Regions from separate parts of the Sus scrofa genome. Here all the other regions are linked to region 1. The links are chromatin contacts, called in public Hi-C and promoter capture Hi-C maps. All regions are on one chromosome and are shown on one strand. The core of a region is the stretch at or near the end of the contact, and the rest is flanking DNA. Distances in the headings are between cores, read along the strand shown. Region 1 holds the start of PRKD2 (serine/threonine-protein kinase D2). Region 2 holds the start of BBC3 (bcl-2-binding component 3). Region 3 holds the start of IRF2BP1 (interferon regulatory factor 2-binding protein 1). Region 4 holds the start of ZC3H4 (zinc finger CCCH domain-containing protein 4).

Region 1 (3,743 bases), core at 466-2,965:
GCTCTGTGTAGCTTCCCCAGGTGGTGGTTTAGGTTTTCGCTCCAGCCTTAGACTTCCTTCCCCAGCCCCAGCCAGCCCCCGGATGTGGTGACAGAATCGCTACTGTACCGACCTCAGCTGCCCCCAACAGCCCTTTACTGGGAAAGGGGGCTCATCTTGAGGTCCTCATTCCTAACCAGCCCTGCTGGTCTGGAACCCAAGCAGCGGTGGCCCATCTCCACTGGGATGCCTCTGCAGCTCAACCAGGCCTTGGCCTCGTGAAGAAGCCGTGGGTGGTAGCAACCCGCCTGGTAATCCTGGACATGTCACTTTGCCTCTCAGAGGGTTCAGCTTCCTGTATGTAAACGAAATGGTAGCAACTTTTTTTTTTTTTTTTTTTTTTTTTTTTGCTTTTTAGGGCCGCACCCTCAGCATATGGAAGGTCCCAGTCTAGGAGCTGAACTGGAGCTGCAGCTGCAGGCCTACACCACAGCCACAGCAACTTGGGATCCCAGCTGCATCTGCAACCTATGCCACAGCTCACGGCACCTCTGGATCCTTCACCCACTGAGCGAGGCCGGGGATCAAACTCGCATTCTCATGGATACTAGGCGGGGTTTCCTTCCACTGCGCCACAATGGGAAGGTCCCACCACTCTATTATTAGCTGGGGAGGAGAAATCAAGTCCGAATTGCTCCTAGAGGAGGCATTTTATGACAGCCTGACACAGAGTAGGTAGGGCCTCAATCCATATTTGTGGAATGACTGAATATACCCTTCCATAAACACCCCAGCGCTTCAACGTGCTCACCGGCTTATCTGAGCACTAGAGCCAGAGCCATCATCACTCCACGTCTGCTGTGTTTCGGTCACCCTTCTACTATCTCATTAATCCCCACAAAGACCCTCTGGAGTCAGTCCTAATATTTTCCCATCTGACAGAAAGGCTCAGAGAGCAGAGGCCACCAACCTAAAGTTACACAGGGGAAGACACGTGCACACTTCCCCGTGAGAACAATGGGCTCTCCAGCTACAAAGTGTGGGTGTGATGCTCCCTTGCTGCTATGGCCCTTCCAGCCACCCCCAGGCCTTTCTTTGGCTCTTCACCCTAAGAACTGGGGTGGAGTGGGGAGCTGACAGATGGAAAATATCCCCCTTCTCCACCTGCCCTGTGCCTGACTGCCTGCACAGCCCTGGCTCCTCCTGTTTGCTCCTGGCTCTTTGGCCAAGGTCGCTGGAGAGAGACCAGAGGCAAGAACCTCTGCCCTCAGGAAGCCTCGGTCTTCCCACCTGTGGAATGGACTGGGGCGTGGCGACACTCTGGGAAGAGGGAAGCCCAGCTCGGAGAGCGGGCCGGCTCTGACCCCGTCTCCCACCCTTTCCCCTGCGGTGGGCGCCGGATGCAAGCCCCGCGAGACGGCCCCCTTCCTTAAAGGGCCAGGCGCCTCCTCAGCCCCGGCATCGCGCCCTGTGGTGGTGTGCGGGTGGCTCGCCCCTCCTTCTCTAGGTCAGAGAAAAGCCGACTTTCCCGACCTGAGTGCGTTGGGGGGTAGGAATCAGTGTCGCCTCCGGATCCGCCTCGCCTCCCAGGTCCCCAGACCCGGTCGGGGGCGGGCAGGGGGGGTGCCACCCCCAACTCGGAGGCGCTGAGCCCGCCCTCCTCTTCCGTCCCCGGCCCCTCAGCAGGCTCCGCCCTCTCTGACGTCATCGAACCCAGCGCCGGTTGGCCAACTGCGCCGTCGCTCCGGACACTTCCTCCTGGGCCGCCGCAGCGGAGTTAAACTTTGGAGGGGGAAAAAGAGCCCTGGGCGCCCGGCCACCTTCCTTTGCCCCACCCCCACCCCGCCACCCCACTGCCGCCGGTAACACCCCCTTCTCCGCGGTCCCGACCGAATTTTTCTCCTACTTCCGAAACCCGTGAGATTTTCCCACCTTAGCACCCCGGCCCTCGGAATCCCTTTGCCCATCCCCGGGCCCGCTGTCGGATCCCCGGGATCCACTCGAATCCCGTCTCTGAGGCTCCTGCTCTCCATCCCCAAGGTCTGGTGAATCCCTCGGGCCCCCTTAGATGAGTCCTCTTAGAGCCACTGTGTTGGCTTCCCCTGCTCCCTTTCCAGTTTCTTCTCTCCCCATGGCTCCTTTAGATCCTGAGCTCTTCTGCTCCCCATGACCCCGACCTGCTAGATTTTCTTCTTTGGTTTCTTGGATTCCCCTGGTCGCTGGGTACCCCCAAACCATTAGCTTTCTACTGTCTGATCGTCTGTGATCCCTTGATTCTCGGGCGGGCATCTGATCCACTAGATAGCTTTTCTCTATCTCCCAGGGTCTCACCATCCTCCAGTCCCCTCAACCTGCCAGGTTTCTCTTCTCAGAGCCCCGGGATCCCCGCGGTCTAACCACCAGCTTACAAGATTCCTCGGACCCAGTGACCCGAGCCTCTCTGCCCAGGCTCCTCCAGCCGGATCCCGGGTGGAAGACGGGCGGCTGGTCCCGGGCCTCGCCCTATGGCCGCCGCCCCCTCCCATCCCGCTGGGCTCCCGGGCTCTCCCGGCCCAGGGTCTCCTCTGCCCTCCGGCGGCTTGGAACTGCAGTCGCCGCCACCGCTGCTGCCCCATGTCCCGGCCCCGGGCTCCGGGGTCTCCTTCCACATCCAGATCGGGTTGACCCGCGAGTTCGTGCTGTTGCCCACAGCCTCCGAGTTGGCCCATGTGAAGCAGCTGGCTTGCTCCATCGTGGACCAGAAGGTGAGAGCGTAGTGTTCCCCCCCTCGTCCAGCTCGGGGAGAGGTCTAGAGGAGGGGAGCGCTGGCAGAGGCGACCTGGAGCACAGCGTAGGGGAGGAGGGAGGGGGGGGAGCTAAGCCTTTGGTGAGTGAGGTGTGGGCCTAGGGCTTGGGCCCCCAGGTGTCTCCTCACCTGACTACCCATTTGAGGGAGGCCCCAGGGGTGGGGTGCCCCAGAGGCCTCCCCAAATTGCATGTCCCTGCATGTTGTTGTTTGCAGCAGACAGCAGGGAGGAAGGGATGGGCGGGCCAGGTGTAGAAGCCTAGAGGAAGGGGTGAGGGGGGCGGGGGGGGGGGACACCTCCCTGCCTGGCCAGTCCAGGCCTCCCATTTGGTGGAAAGAGTAGATATTGAAGCCAGGCTGGCCATGGCGATCAGGTGACATGTGTGGGTGTGGGTGCCCGCACTAGCTGCCAGGGCCGAATGAGGTCTCAGAGTCCAGTCTCTGCTCCCGTCCCAGGCCTGAGGTGTGTGCGTGTGTGTGGAGGGGCCTCTTGACAATCCTCAAAGGCTCTGAGGTTTCTGCCCCCTTTCCTGATCAGTGTCCCCACCCCTCCGTTCTGAGATTGGTTTGTTAAAACGGGCCTTCCCCACCACCCACTCTTAGCTTTGGATATCAGGGGTCACCAAGGTGGGAGCCTAGCGGGGCGGGGGGGGGGGTGTCACTGCAAAGGAAAATCCGGTGGGACTCAGTGCTTGAATCCTAGAAAGCTGAAAGTTAGACTGAATAGTGGGCTTCTCTATTGTGGGAATTGTGGACTGTAAAAATGTTAAGATATTAGAGTTCTAAATTGCTGGGATATGCTAGGTAATTGAACTCCTCTGATAGTAAAATGTTCAAACATTAGAACCCGAGGTTGTTGAAATACTAATGCCTTAAAATGTTGGAATATTCTATTTTGTGTTGTTGGAATCCTAGAACATTAAAATGTTAGAATTTTGAAAAAAAAAGTTAGAATTTTGGAATGCTGGGTTGAAACCCT
Region 2 (3,743 bases), core at 817-3,316, 450 kb before region 1:
CTTGAAAAGGCAGACCTTCAGCCAGTCACAGATTCTGTCTCTCTCTCTTTTTTTTATACGAGTTTTTTGTTTGTTTGTTTTGGCTGTGTCAGTGGCATGCAGCAGTTCCCAGGCCAGGGATCATACCCACACCACAGCAGTGACCTGAGCTAGAGAAGTGACAGCAACAGATCCTTAAACACTAGGTCACCAGGGAACTCCCACGCACACAGGATTTTTTGTTGTTGTTTTGTTTTTTGACTTTCTTCACTTAGCCACAGTCCCTACCATGCCCTGTTGTATTACACCAGACTCATTTCTCTCATTTAGTTCATATTAGCTCTCAAGTTTGAGACCCCTGGTCTGGGATGATACGATGGCAGAATTTGGAAAAAGAATCTGGACTAGATAGTGGGAAGGTGCAAATGCTTATGGTCTGGTGGATCCTTGGCCCTCTCATCTGCTTTCAGCCCTACCCACCAAGCCAGATTCATTTTTTGTCTTTTTTTTGGGGGGGGGCGTCTTTTTAGGGCCCCACCCATGGCATATGGAGGTTCCCAGGCTAGGGGTCAAATTGGAGCTGTAGCCACTGGCCTATACCACAGCCACAGCAACAAACCAGATTCTTTCACATTCATTTTCTTCTCAGAAGAATATTCTAGCATATCTGGCTTCCTGGTGTCCAGTCCTAGATGAAGCAGCTTTAGGGCACTGATCAGTGAATAAAGGGTTCAGTCTGCTCCATGAGCCCCTCTCCCAACTTCACTGCCACACGCAGTAATACTAGTGATAACGGCTAACCTGTAGTAGGTTATACCTCACCACGTGTGAGATGTTGTGCTCACTGACATCTGTGTGTGATCTCGTTTAAAAATGTCCAAGGCAGCATTTCTCAAACGCCTTTAGACTTGATCTACAGTCAGAAACACAGCCACTTTCTCTGTGACTTGGTGTATGTTCGCTATCATAAAAAATATTTTCATCAAACAATATTTTCCTTTGACTTTATGTTTTTTGTTTTTTTTTTTTTTTTTGCTTTCTAGGGCTGCACCCGTGGCATATGAGGTTCCCAGGCTTAGGGGTCGAATCAGAGCTGTAGCCACGCCGACCTATGCCACAGCCACAGCAACGCCAGATCTGGGCTGCGTCTGTGAACTAAGTAAGCCACAGCTCATGGCAATGCCGGATCCTTAACCCACTGAGAAAAGCCAGCGATTGAACCCACGTCTTCATTGTTACTAGTGGAGTTCATAACCTGCTGAGCCACGAAGGGAACTCCAACTTCATGAGTTTTTAAATGAGATTCTAATTTGCTTTTTTGGTTGGTTTTTGCCTGCACCTGTGGCACACAGAAGTTCCTGGATGGATCAGGGATCGAACCTGTGTCACAGCAGCAACCAGACCCAGTGCACTGACAATACCTGCTGAGCCACCGGGGAACTTCAGAAATTGTCCAAATCTTGATTGTGATGGTGTGCAATAATGTGCTTTTGTCCCAACTCACTAAAAACACCGAAAAATTTAATTATATGGCATGTAAATATATCTCAATAAACTTGAATAAAACACAATAAAGATCCACAGAAGTCCACAATCATGGTTTGCGCATGTGGGTCATGACCCTGAGTTTGAAAAACACTGGAAGGAAGAGAGGAAGGAGGGGGGAGTGAATGAATGAATGAATGAGGGAATGAATGAGGGAAAGCAAGAGGAGAGAGGGAGGCTGAATTAGTCCCCAGTACTGAAAGTAGGGGGATTACACATGAGATTTTAACATTTTCTGCTTCTCTTGGAAAATCCAAGGGTCTGGTCCTGGAGAGAGTGGAGCTTGAGAGCCTGAACAAGTGCACCTCTGCTCAAGTCTGGCACCCCTTCTTAGCCAGCCCAGAACTGAGCACTCAAGAGGCCCCTGGCCCTCTGATGACACAGTCTGGTTTGGGCTGTGACATGGAGGGAATGAAAGGTGCAGGGACGACAGAGCCCCAGAGCCCTGGGGGAGGGCGGGACACCGTGGGGTCACCGAGGTCACTACATCAGAGTACAGGAAGGAGTGACAACGGGAAACCGAGAAGGGAAAGGGAACCAAAAGGCAGAAAACCGAGCGAGAGTCAGTGCAGGGGCTGCCCGGGCATGTCCGTGCCCAGTGCCCAGGGCTTTCTGCTCACCCTGGTCCCCCACCAGATTCATGGTGAGTGTGGTCAGGGGTGCATGGCTTCTGGAGCGTGTCCCATCAGTGGGCCAGTGAGCAGGAACCTGTCACAGGTGTGACTTTGTGACTGTCTGTTGGGGGTCAGTCTTTTTTCTGTCTGATTGATCTGTGTCTGTGAGGGGCCATTTCTGCCAGTTTTAATGTGTCAGCTGGGAACCGGCTTGGGGGTGTGTTCCTGTGTGTCCCTGTGGTCCTGTCATCTAGATCAAGCCGCGTGTCCAGGTGTCTCTGTGACAGGTGTCCTGCGTGTATGTGCGTGTGTGTCCAGCAGCACTCGTCAGGAAGTTTCTACTTCCTGAGAAGCCCTCGGCTTGTGTCTATGTGGGCCTGTCGCCACTGTGCGTGTTGTGGGTACCCGCTCAGTGGGAATGCTTGTGAACAGAGCCGTTTTGTGGGCCCAGGCGTGCTCAGCAGTGTGGGTGTTTGTACAACTGCGTGACCCTGACATTGTGTCACTCCGTCAGTCCCAGCGATCCTGTTAGCAAGTCAGGCTATGTATTTGGGTCTGGATGTGTGTGTGCGTGTGGGCTCCATCAGTGTGTGAGTTTGTGTGTCCACGCCCCTGTCCAGGGTGTGTCTGCGAGTCGGCGTGTCTCCGTGCCCTGTCAGCACGTGACTTTGTGTACCCTGGAGCGCCAGGCGGTCAGGCAGCAGACAAGTCTCTGGGTGCGTGTGTCTGCGGGTCGCAGTCAGCGTGTCAGTGTGTCAGTGCGTGTGCGTCCGGCTGTCCCGCCATCAGCGCGGCGGGATCGCTGCGCCTCCACGCGGGGGAGAGGCCCTGCTCCGCCCGCGGCTGCAGGGAAACCCCCGGCGCCGCCGAGGTAGGGGGAGCGGCGCGCGCCTGCAAGTCCCGACTTGTCCGCGGCGGGCGAGCGGGCGGACGGGGCCGTGGCGTCACGCGGGGGCGGGGCGTGGGACCCGCCGGGCGGAGGCGGGGACGGGGGCGGGGCGGGGCGGGGCGGGGCGGCCGCTGAGCGGGCCCGGGATCCGACCGGCGGCCTGAGACGCTGCGCGAGCCACATGCGAGCGGGCGCCTGGAGGCGGCGGCGGCGGCGGCGAAATCAGCAGCAGCGGCGTTCAGGACGTAGACGCGCCTGCGGCCCGAGGAGCAGCCGCCGCTACAACAGCAACAGCAGCAGCCACTGCAGTTAGAGCAGCAGCAGAAGTCGCCACCGCAGCAACAGTCGCCGCAGCGAGCGGCGCTCAGCGGGCGCGCCCTCCTGAAGGAAGCCGCCCGCCCCCCATCATCGTCCCCTCCGGCGTGTTCATGCCCCCGGGGTGAGTGTGCCCACCCCGACCCTCCGCCAGTCGCGATTGGCCAGGCCCGGTGGGCTCCCTGGAGGAGGTGGCGGTAGTGCACTCGGAGAGCAGTGTGATCGGGGGGAGGGGGCTGTGTCCCCACACTGTGCCTTCCTCTCTCCTTGCCTTCCACCTCCACGAGGCACCCTGGGCTGGGGTTGCTGGGCGGGAGGCACTAAGGGTCCGAGAGCGCAGGTGCCTCAGCGGTCTGGCGGGTTTGTTTACAAACAATGGGGTGCGGGCTCGGCAGCGCCCC
Region 3 (3,743 bases), core at 531-3,030, 400 kb after region 1:
AACGATGTAGGAGCCTCTACTTCCTACAGCTACAGTCTGTTCATCCTTCAGGTCACAGCTCAAATATCACCTCCTCAGGAAAGCCTTTCCTGACACTCCTTAACCCCCCAGCAGTTATAAAAGAAATGCGTATGAATAATCCTTTAAGTAAATTTAAATTGAATGATTGCCTCCATTAGCAGAAAGAGTCTTGTCAGGACATGGCCTGAGCCTGGCTTAGCCACTGCTGTGTCCTCAGCATCGCCCAACGTAGAGTGTGAATCTTTGAAGTAATGGGAACTTAGAGACAACTCACATTTATAGTATTCCTTTTCTGGGCCAGGCACCAAGCTAAGCATTTATATGCATGTTTGCATTTTAACCTGAAGGTACTCGATGAAAAGCAGATTCTACGGGGTCTTCATTTTTTTCCTGAGAAGTTTAGAGACTTGCCCTAAATTTGTCCGGTGACAATCCAGTTCATCTCAAGGCAGCATCTGGCCAAAACTCCTTACTCCCACTACTGTTAACTAAAGCTGGTTAAGGATCCAGGGTTATCACTGCAGTAGCTTGGGTCACTGCTATGGCACCAGTTCCATCCCTAGCCTCCATATGCCACAGGAAGCAGCCCTAGAGAAAGCAAAAAGACCAAAAAAAAAAAAAAAAAAAAAAAAAAAAAAAAAAGGCCCAAAGACAATTTTAGGAGATACATGGATGGCCTTTTTAATGGCTCTATATGTACACAGGTTTTTTTTGTTGTTCGTTTATTTATTTTTTGCTTTTTTTTTTTTTTTTAAAGGCCGCACCTGCAACATGTGGAAGTTCCCAGGCTAGGGGTCAAATCAGAGGTGCAGCTACTGCCCTATGCCGCAACAACGCCAGATTGGAGCCCCATCTGCAACCTATGCTGCAACTTGTGGCAATGCCGGATCTTTAACCCTCTGAGCCTGGCTAGGGATCGAACTGGCATCCTTATGAATACTAGTCGGGTTTGTTACTGTTGAGCCACGACAGGAACTCCATATATACGTAATTTTAACTTATTTTATAAAAATGTGTACAGCACACACAAAAAAGTATAGTACATAAAACCCATGATTATGGGAGTTCCCGTCGTGGCGCAGTGGTTGACGAATCCGACTAGGAACCATAAGGTTGCGGGTTCGATCCCTGCCCTTGCTCAGTGGGTTAATGATCCGGCGTTGCCGTGAGCTGTGGTGTAGGTTGCAGACGCAGCTCCGATCCCGCGTTGCTGTGGCTCTGGCGTAGGCTGGTGGCTATGGCTCCGATTCGACCCCTAGCCTGGGAACCTCCATATGCCACGGGAGTGGCCCAAGAAATAGCAAAAAGACCAAAAAAAAAAAAAAAAAAAAATCCAACCCATGATTATGCACATACTGCTTAGGATGGAGCAGAAATAAACTTCTTTTTCTCGGGAATCAACTTCAAGAAAAATGTCAAAATAATACAAGTCGTGAACAAAATTGTGAAGCTGAGACTGCAAATCAGACCTGCTATGGTTGCAGTGGAATAAGGGAGAGTTGGCAGGTATTCCCTGATTAGTTTGAAAACCACTAATGAGTGCAACTCACAAATAATTCAAAATATTTTTGAGCGCTTAACAGGAACCTAGGCCTAAAGAGGGGAAGAGGCTGACGTGGGTTAGAGTCTGGAGACCCTTCTCCACCCTCCACATACCCACGCTTCCAAGCCTGCCCTGCGGGGTGCGGTCGCCAGGAAGAAAACACGGGGGTCCCCATAGCCTGCATAGGCCTAGATGGTAGTAAGCAATCAGGGTTGGAGAAGGGTGGTCTAGCTCTTGTTCTCCCCAGAAACTAAGCACCCCCCACCCCCAACTTTGCCATCCCTGCCCTCCTTCCCTTCCTCAACATTAATGAGCCATACAGGGTGAGGGTCCTTTCAATTTGGTGCTGGGAAAACATGGAAACACCTTCCATAAATTGCGCGCGCGCTGGGGGGGGGGGGGGGGACTGTAAGGACAGACAGCGGGAATCGGGAAGGCCTCCCCCAACCTTCCAGACTGCGGAAGTGCGTCAGCTTGTTGGCCCCGCAGGGCATTTTGGGAATTGTAGTGAAGTTGGGAGGGGGGCGGTGACACTGACGGTGTAACCCTTTGGAGACCAGAGCGCTTTGGCAGGGCTGGAACAGAATTGGGGGCGCCCCACCACTCCCTTCAGCAGATAAGGCAGCTGAGGCTGGCAACTTCAGTTCTCTCCTTTCTCCGGATGTTGCTGGCTCCAATCAGAGGCTGCCATTCAAGATTTGGGGCAAGAAGAAGTGCCAAGTGAACAGCCCTGCCCAACGCTTAAGTTGCCTGCTTCCCGTCCCCCTGTCCTGAAACCTTCCAATCAAGACCCCTCCGCCCCGCCCCAGGAGCGACTGCCTCCGTAGCCAGTCATTGGCCCACCTTTGAAGGGCGGGAATTGAGCTTCAGAGAAGGCAAGATTTTTGCCTAAAGCCGCACAGCAAGTCGGAACAGAAGCTGGATGCCCGGAAGCCTGTCCACCTCCTACAATTTTTGAGTCCGTCGTGGCGCTCGCCATTTGTATCACATCCCTGTTTCCAACCCTTGTGCTCGAAATGCTCGGAGCAAGCCAAACTCCCTGCCCCGCGGCGACGAGTGGTAAAGGTCGCGCAGCGGCGAGCCCGCGCCGTCCTCTGCTGCCTGCCGTCCCCTTTAAGAGCCGGCCCCGGCGGGACTACGTTTCCCAGAAGGCTTTGCCGGCGCGTTATGTAACTTTCCCTGCGAAACGGCCTCTGGGGCAGAAGGAGGTGGAGGCGGCGGTGGCAGCCGTTGGAGCGGAGGTGGCGGGAGCGGCGGGAGCCCGAGGCGGCGGCGCTCGCGGCCCATCGCGGGGCCCGAGCTGTGCGCCTCGGCCCGGAGCCCGGAGCAGGCTGGGGCGCCGACGTACCTTTGCCTGCCTTTTCGAGGAGGCGGGAGTGAGGAAAAAGGCTTAGGGCCCGGGGGGCGGGGAAGGGGGGCCGGGCCTGGATCCGCGGGGAGGCCGAGCCAGAGGCCCGACTGTGGCTCGCGCGGTCCTGGGGACACAAATCGAACGTCGGCAGTGCGGATCGAACGGCGGCGGGTGGATTGAGGGGTCCTGAAGGCGCGCGTTTGGGGGCTATGGCGTCCGTGCAGGCGTCCCGCCGCCAGTGGTGCTACCTGTGCGACCTGCCCAAGATGCCGTGGGCCATGGTGTGGGACTTCAGTGAGGCCGTGTGCCGCGGCTGCGTGAACTTCGAGGGCGCAGATCGCATCGAGCTGCTCATCGATGCTGCCCGCCAGCTCAAGCGCAGCCACGTGCTCCCCGAGGGCCGCTCGCCGGGGCCCCCGGCCCTCAAGCACCCGGCCACTAAGGACCTAGCTGCCGCCGCCGCACAGGGTCCTCAGTTGCCGCCTCCACAGGCCCAGGCCCAGTCATCGGGAGCAGGCGGCGCTGTCTCGGGCCAGGACCGCTATGACAGGGCCACATCATCTGGTCGCCTCCCACTCCCCTCGCCCGCCCTGGAGTACACCTTGGGGTCGCGCCTGGCCAATGGGCTGGGCCGCGAGGAGGCTGTGGCAGAGGGGGCGCGAAGGGCCCTGCTTGGCTCCATGCCCGGCTTGGTGCCCCCCGGGCTGCTGGCAGCTGCGGTGTCTGGCCTGGGAAGCCGAGGCCTGACGCTGGCACCCGGCTTGAGCCCTGCCCGTCCACCCTTCGGCTCCGATTTCGAGAAGGAGAAGCAGCAGAGGAACGCGGACT
Region 4 (3,743 bases), core at 562-3,061, 340 kb before region 1:
ACGCTTGGATTTGGCACTGCTGTGGCTGTGATGTAGGAGCAGATCCGATTTGAAATTTGACCCCTAGCTGGGAACTTCCCTGTGTCGTGGGTGTGGCCCCCTAAAAAAAGTGATACAAATGAACTTAATTACAAAATAGAAACAGAGGAACAGACAAAATAAACTTACAGTAACTGTAACAGAGCTCCTGCCCTGTGGGGCCCCTAGGCACACAAGCCTTTCTGTTTTTAGGGAATACGCCTCAGCCTCCATGACCTTCCCTGAGTTCCAAAGGGCAGTGGCTAATCAGGGGAGGGAGGGGATGCAGAGACCAGGGAGGAGCAGTGGAGCCTTGGGGCAGGGTCCTGGTTCCTCCTTAAGGAATATACATAATACATAACAATATCTTTGAGCCTTTCCGTAGAACTAAAACTCTCAAGAAATGGAAGAATTACTCGAAGAAGGATTTTTCATTCTGGGAATGAAGGGGGACCACCAGCACCAGTCCTGGGGCCACTAAACATCTTTTTGTTTGTTTGTTTGTTTGTTTTAGGGCCCCACCCATGGCATATGGAGGTTCTCAGGCTAGGGATTGAGTCAGAGCTGCAGCCACTAGCCTACGCCATAGCCAAGAGCAACATGAGATCTGAGTGGCCGCTGCAACCTACACCACAGCTCACAGCAACATGGGATACTTAAAATCACGGATCAAGGCCAAGGATCTAACTTGCGTCCTCATAGATGCTACTCAGATTCGTTTCCACTGAGCCACGATGGGAACTCCTAAACATCAGCTTTGAAAGACAATACAAGCTTGCCTCTACCCTGATTCTTATCTGTAAGGGCACAGTCTTTAAGGCAGTAGTCTGCTGTGGCCCCCTCTGCCTGGCAAAGCAATAAAGCTATCTTTTTCTCCTTCACCCAAACTCTGTCTCTGCGTTTCTGTTCAGCAATGGTGGACAGAGGCCTGGGTTCAGGCTAGGTTCAAGTCCTAAGTGCTGTCAGTTTCGATACTACACAGAAATGAGAACAAATGAACTTCAACCACATGCCACCAATTAAATGTTAAGTGAAAGAAGCCAGATACCAAAGAGTATGTCTTGTAGATTCTATTTAGATGAGGACATGAAGGCAAAATTAATTTATGAGGTTAGGAATCAGAAGGTCCATTACCTTGGGGGAGGCTGTGACTAGATGGGGCTAGGAGGGGCCTCTGGGTTGGCTTATCATTCTCCATTTCATCATTTAGGTGATTACATAGTATATTCTCTTATCAAGTTGTATAATACTGAACCCAAACCAATAAAAAAGCCAGTTATTTCATCTCCAAAATGGGTTTATCCAGAGACAAATCAGTTGCAATTCAGGATTTACAACTTAAGAGGAACCAGAGGCAAGTCCAAAGAGCAACGGAAGAGAGCCTGGTTTTATAGGGAAAAGGGGCAGTTCCCATTGTGGCTCAGCAGTAAGGAACCAAACTAGTATTCATGATGACTCCGGTTCAATCCCTGACCTCCCTCAGTGGGTTAAGGATCCAGCATTGCCTTGAGATGTGGTGTAGGTCACAGACACAGAACGGATCTGAAGTTGCAGTGGCTGTGGTGTAGGCCAGCAGCTGCAGCTCTGATTCAATGTCTTGCCCAGGAACTTCCAAATGCAGTAGATGCAGCCCTAAAAAGACAAAAAGAAAATAGGTTAATCATTTTACTTTATCAGGAATGCTAATTTCTTCCCTGAAGGAGGTTGTAAATTACCCTGGCAGAGTTTATTTCTAAATTTTATAGTAGGATTAATATAGCATGTGATCTGGCGCCTCTGTCTCCACATCGCTCTCATGCTACAAGAATTTTCTCGGTTCCTGGCATCTAAGTGATCCTTGCCTTGTCAGGGCCTGAAATAAGGTATTTCCTCTGCCTGGAGCTATTTCTTCTTCTTCCGTGTCAGCTTAAACAACCCTGCCCCCCAAAATATTAAGAACCCTTCAGTTACTCTTTAACTTTCAGTTTCTTTCCCCTGGGGCATTATCGATTTTTATATACATAAAGACACTATGTTTCCATCGCCCATCATTGCACTTAGCCATGTAGAAGCTCATAAAGTATCCAACCAAGATCCTCTCTTGAAAATAGGACTGAACAAATTTTTGCAGGAGGCAATGAAATGCCAGCTCTGATTAAAAATCTTTCTGGGCTCTTGCGCGTAATCTTACAACCTCGAGCCAAAAACTTAAGACACTGAGCTTCAGGATACCTATTAAATGGACATAATAGTAGCTTCCTTAGTACAGTTGTGAGGGTTAAACGATTTATCCTTTTATACTGTCGAACCCTGTCAGTGCTCCCAAATCCAGCATTTAAGAGTCTTCCACCTACTACGTTCTAGGTTCTTAAACTCTGCCAAAGCACTACCAAGGCCCGCCCTCTCACACTGCCCAAGGATAACATCCACGACCGAGGTCTCTAATGACGTCATCTCCGGGCCCTTTCGGCTTCATCCTCCGGAAACCTACAACTCCAGGCACCCGGCCACCAGCTTTCGGTTATTTTTTTTTTTCTCCGTAGCTCGAATTCCTTCTCTCCCATTCTTCTGCCTAAACCTTTCGACTCTTCCCGCTGTCTCTCAGGCTGGCAATTCTCTGTTGCCCGCCTGCTCTCAGGCGAATTCCTCAAACTCTCTTACTCTATTAATCGCCTCATCCGCCACACACTTCAGTTCTTTCTGTCTAAATGCTATTACCGCCGCCCGGCCTCACTCGGCTGTTTCCGCCTCCTGTCACCCACCCTTGGCACCGCCTTCGGTTCTTTCCGGATCACCTCGGTTCCTCGTTTCTGCCCACCCCCGCCAGTCCCGACTCGCCTCGGCTATTTCCGGCTCCCCGGGCCTTCCCATTCTTTCTCTAGCTCCACCCACATCGACACCTTCGGCCTTTTCCGCCGCCCTTCGTGTCTCAGCTCCACGTGACACAGCCTCCCTGCTCCCCCTCCCACCTCGCCCTTCCTCCCGCCTCAGCCTCTGGGCTTATCCGGGCCGAGCCGCCATTTTGTGTGAATTTCTGACTGCGGCGGAGGCCGGGCAGCTGGGGCACCTAGGGCGGGCGGGCAGACAGACAGTCGGCCCGTCTCCGCGGCCCGTCTCCTTCCCCTAAAATCCTTTTTTTTTTTTTTTTTTTTTTTAAATCCCCTTTGCTCGCTCTCCTCTTCTCCCCTTCCCCCTCGCTTGCTCCATCGCGCGCGGCCCGCGCTAATTACACCGAACCACCCACCAGTGTCCGTGTCCTCCGGGTCTCCGACCCTCCCCCGGGCCCGCGAGGGGGTGTGTGTGTGGGGGGGGCCCTCTCGCCCCAATGAGGGCCCCGCGCCCGTGAGCGAGTGAACCTAGAGGCGGGCTGCGGAGAAAGCAGGCGGCGAGCGGCCCTCTGAGGCCAAGGCCGCGCGGCCTACGCGGAGGTCGGCGCAGAGGTGATTCCGAAACCGAAAAAATATATACTCATTCCTGTCAGGAGCCCTCCGAGCTGAAGTGTGCCCCTCCCGCCACGCCCAAGCAGTCCTTTTTCGTGCATTAACATCCCCTCCCCCCCAAAGGAACTATGGAGGCCGCGCCCGGGACCCCCCCGCCGCCGCCATCAGAGTCGCCGCCGCCGCCATCGCCGCCACTGCCATCAACGCCTTCGCCTCCTCCGTGTTCCCCCGACGCCTGCCCGGCCACCCCGCACCTCCTCCACCACCGCCTCCCGCTCCCTGACGACAGGTCAGGCCCCCGGCCCG

The links. Promoter capture Hi-C pulls out the DNA fragments that hold promoters and counts their contacts. Hi-C and Micro-C count contacts between places; a contact is called where the count stands out from the background.
Region 2: a contact with region 1 is called in a promoter capture Hi-C map of liver, with 4 times the contacts expected there. The contact joins the promoter of BBC3 here to the promoter of PRKD2 in region 1. A contact is called at or near these places in 1 of 5 promoter capture datasets (liver) and 1 of 2 datasets of contacts at active chromatin or transcription factors (alveolar macrophages).
Region 3: a Hi-C map of liver shows a contact between it and region 1, with 3 times the contacts expected there. The contact joins the promoter of IRF2BP1 here to the promoter of PRKD2 in region 1. A contact is called at or near these places in 1 of 5 promoter capture datasets (liver) and 1 of 47 Hi-C or Micro-C datasets (liver).
Region 4: a contact with region 1 is called in a promoter capture Hi-C map of liver, with 1.9 times the contacts expected there. The contact joins the promoter of ZC3H4 here to the promoter of PRKD2 in region 1. A contact is called at or near these places in 1 of 5 promoter capture datasets (liver) and 1 of 47 Hi-C or Micro-C datasets (liver).

What each region holds. Positions count from the first base shown.
Region 1 is chr6:52,597,116-52,600,858 of Sscrofa11.1, reverse strand. It overlaps PRKD2 (serine/threonine-protein kinase D2), which reads left to right and starts at 1,715. Exons shown (of 18, transcript XR_002344708.1): 1 at 1,715-2,723.
Region 2 is chr6:53,045,225-53,048,967 of Sscrofa11.1, reverse strand. It overlaps BBC3 (bcl-2-binding component 3), which reads left to right and starts at 2,066. Exons shown (of 4, transcript XM_013998533.2): 1 at 2,066-2,167. The coding sequence starts at 2,165.
Region 3 is chr6:52,198,247-52,201,989 of Sscrofa11.1, reverse strand. It overlaps IRF2BP1 (interferon regulatory factor 2-binding protein 1), which reads left to right and starts at 1,780. Exons shown (of 1, transcript XM_003127228.4): 1 at 1,780-3,743. The coding sequence starts at 3,125.
Region 4 is chr6:52,936,783-52,940,525 of Sscrofa11.1, reverse strand. ZC3H4 (zinc finger CCCH domain-containing protein 4) reads left to right here and starts at 1,811. Exons shown (of 16, transcript XM_005664626.3): 1 at 1,811-2,517; 2 at 3,561-3,726. The coding sequence starts at 2,442.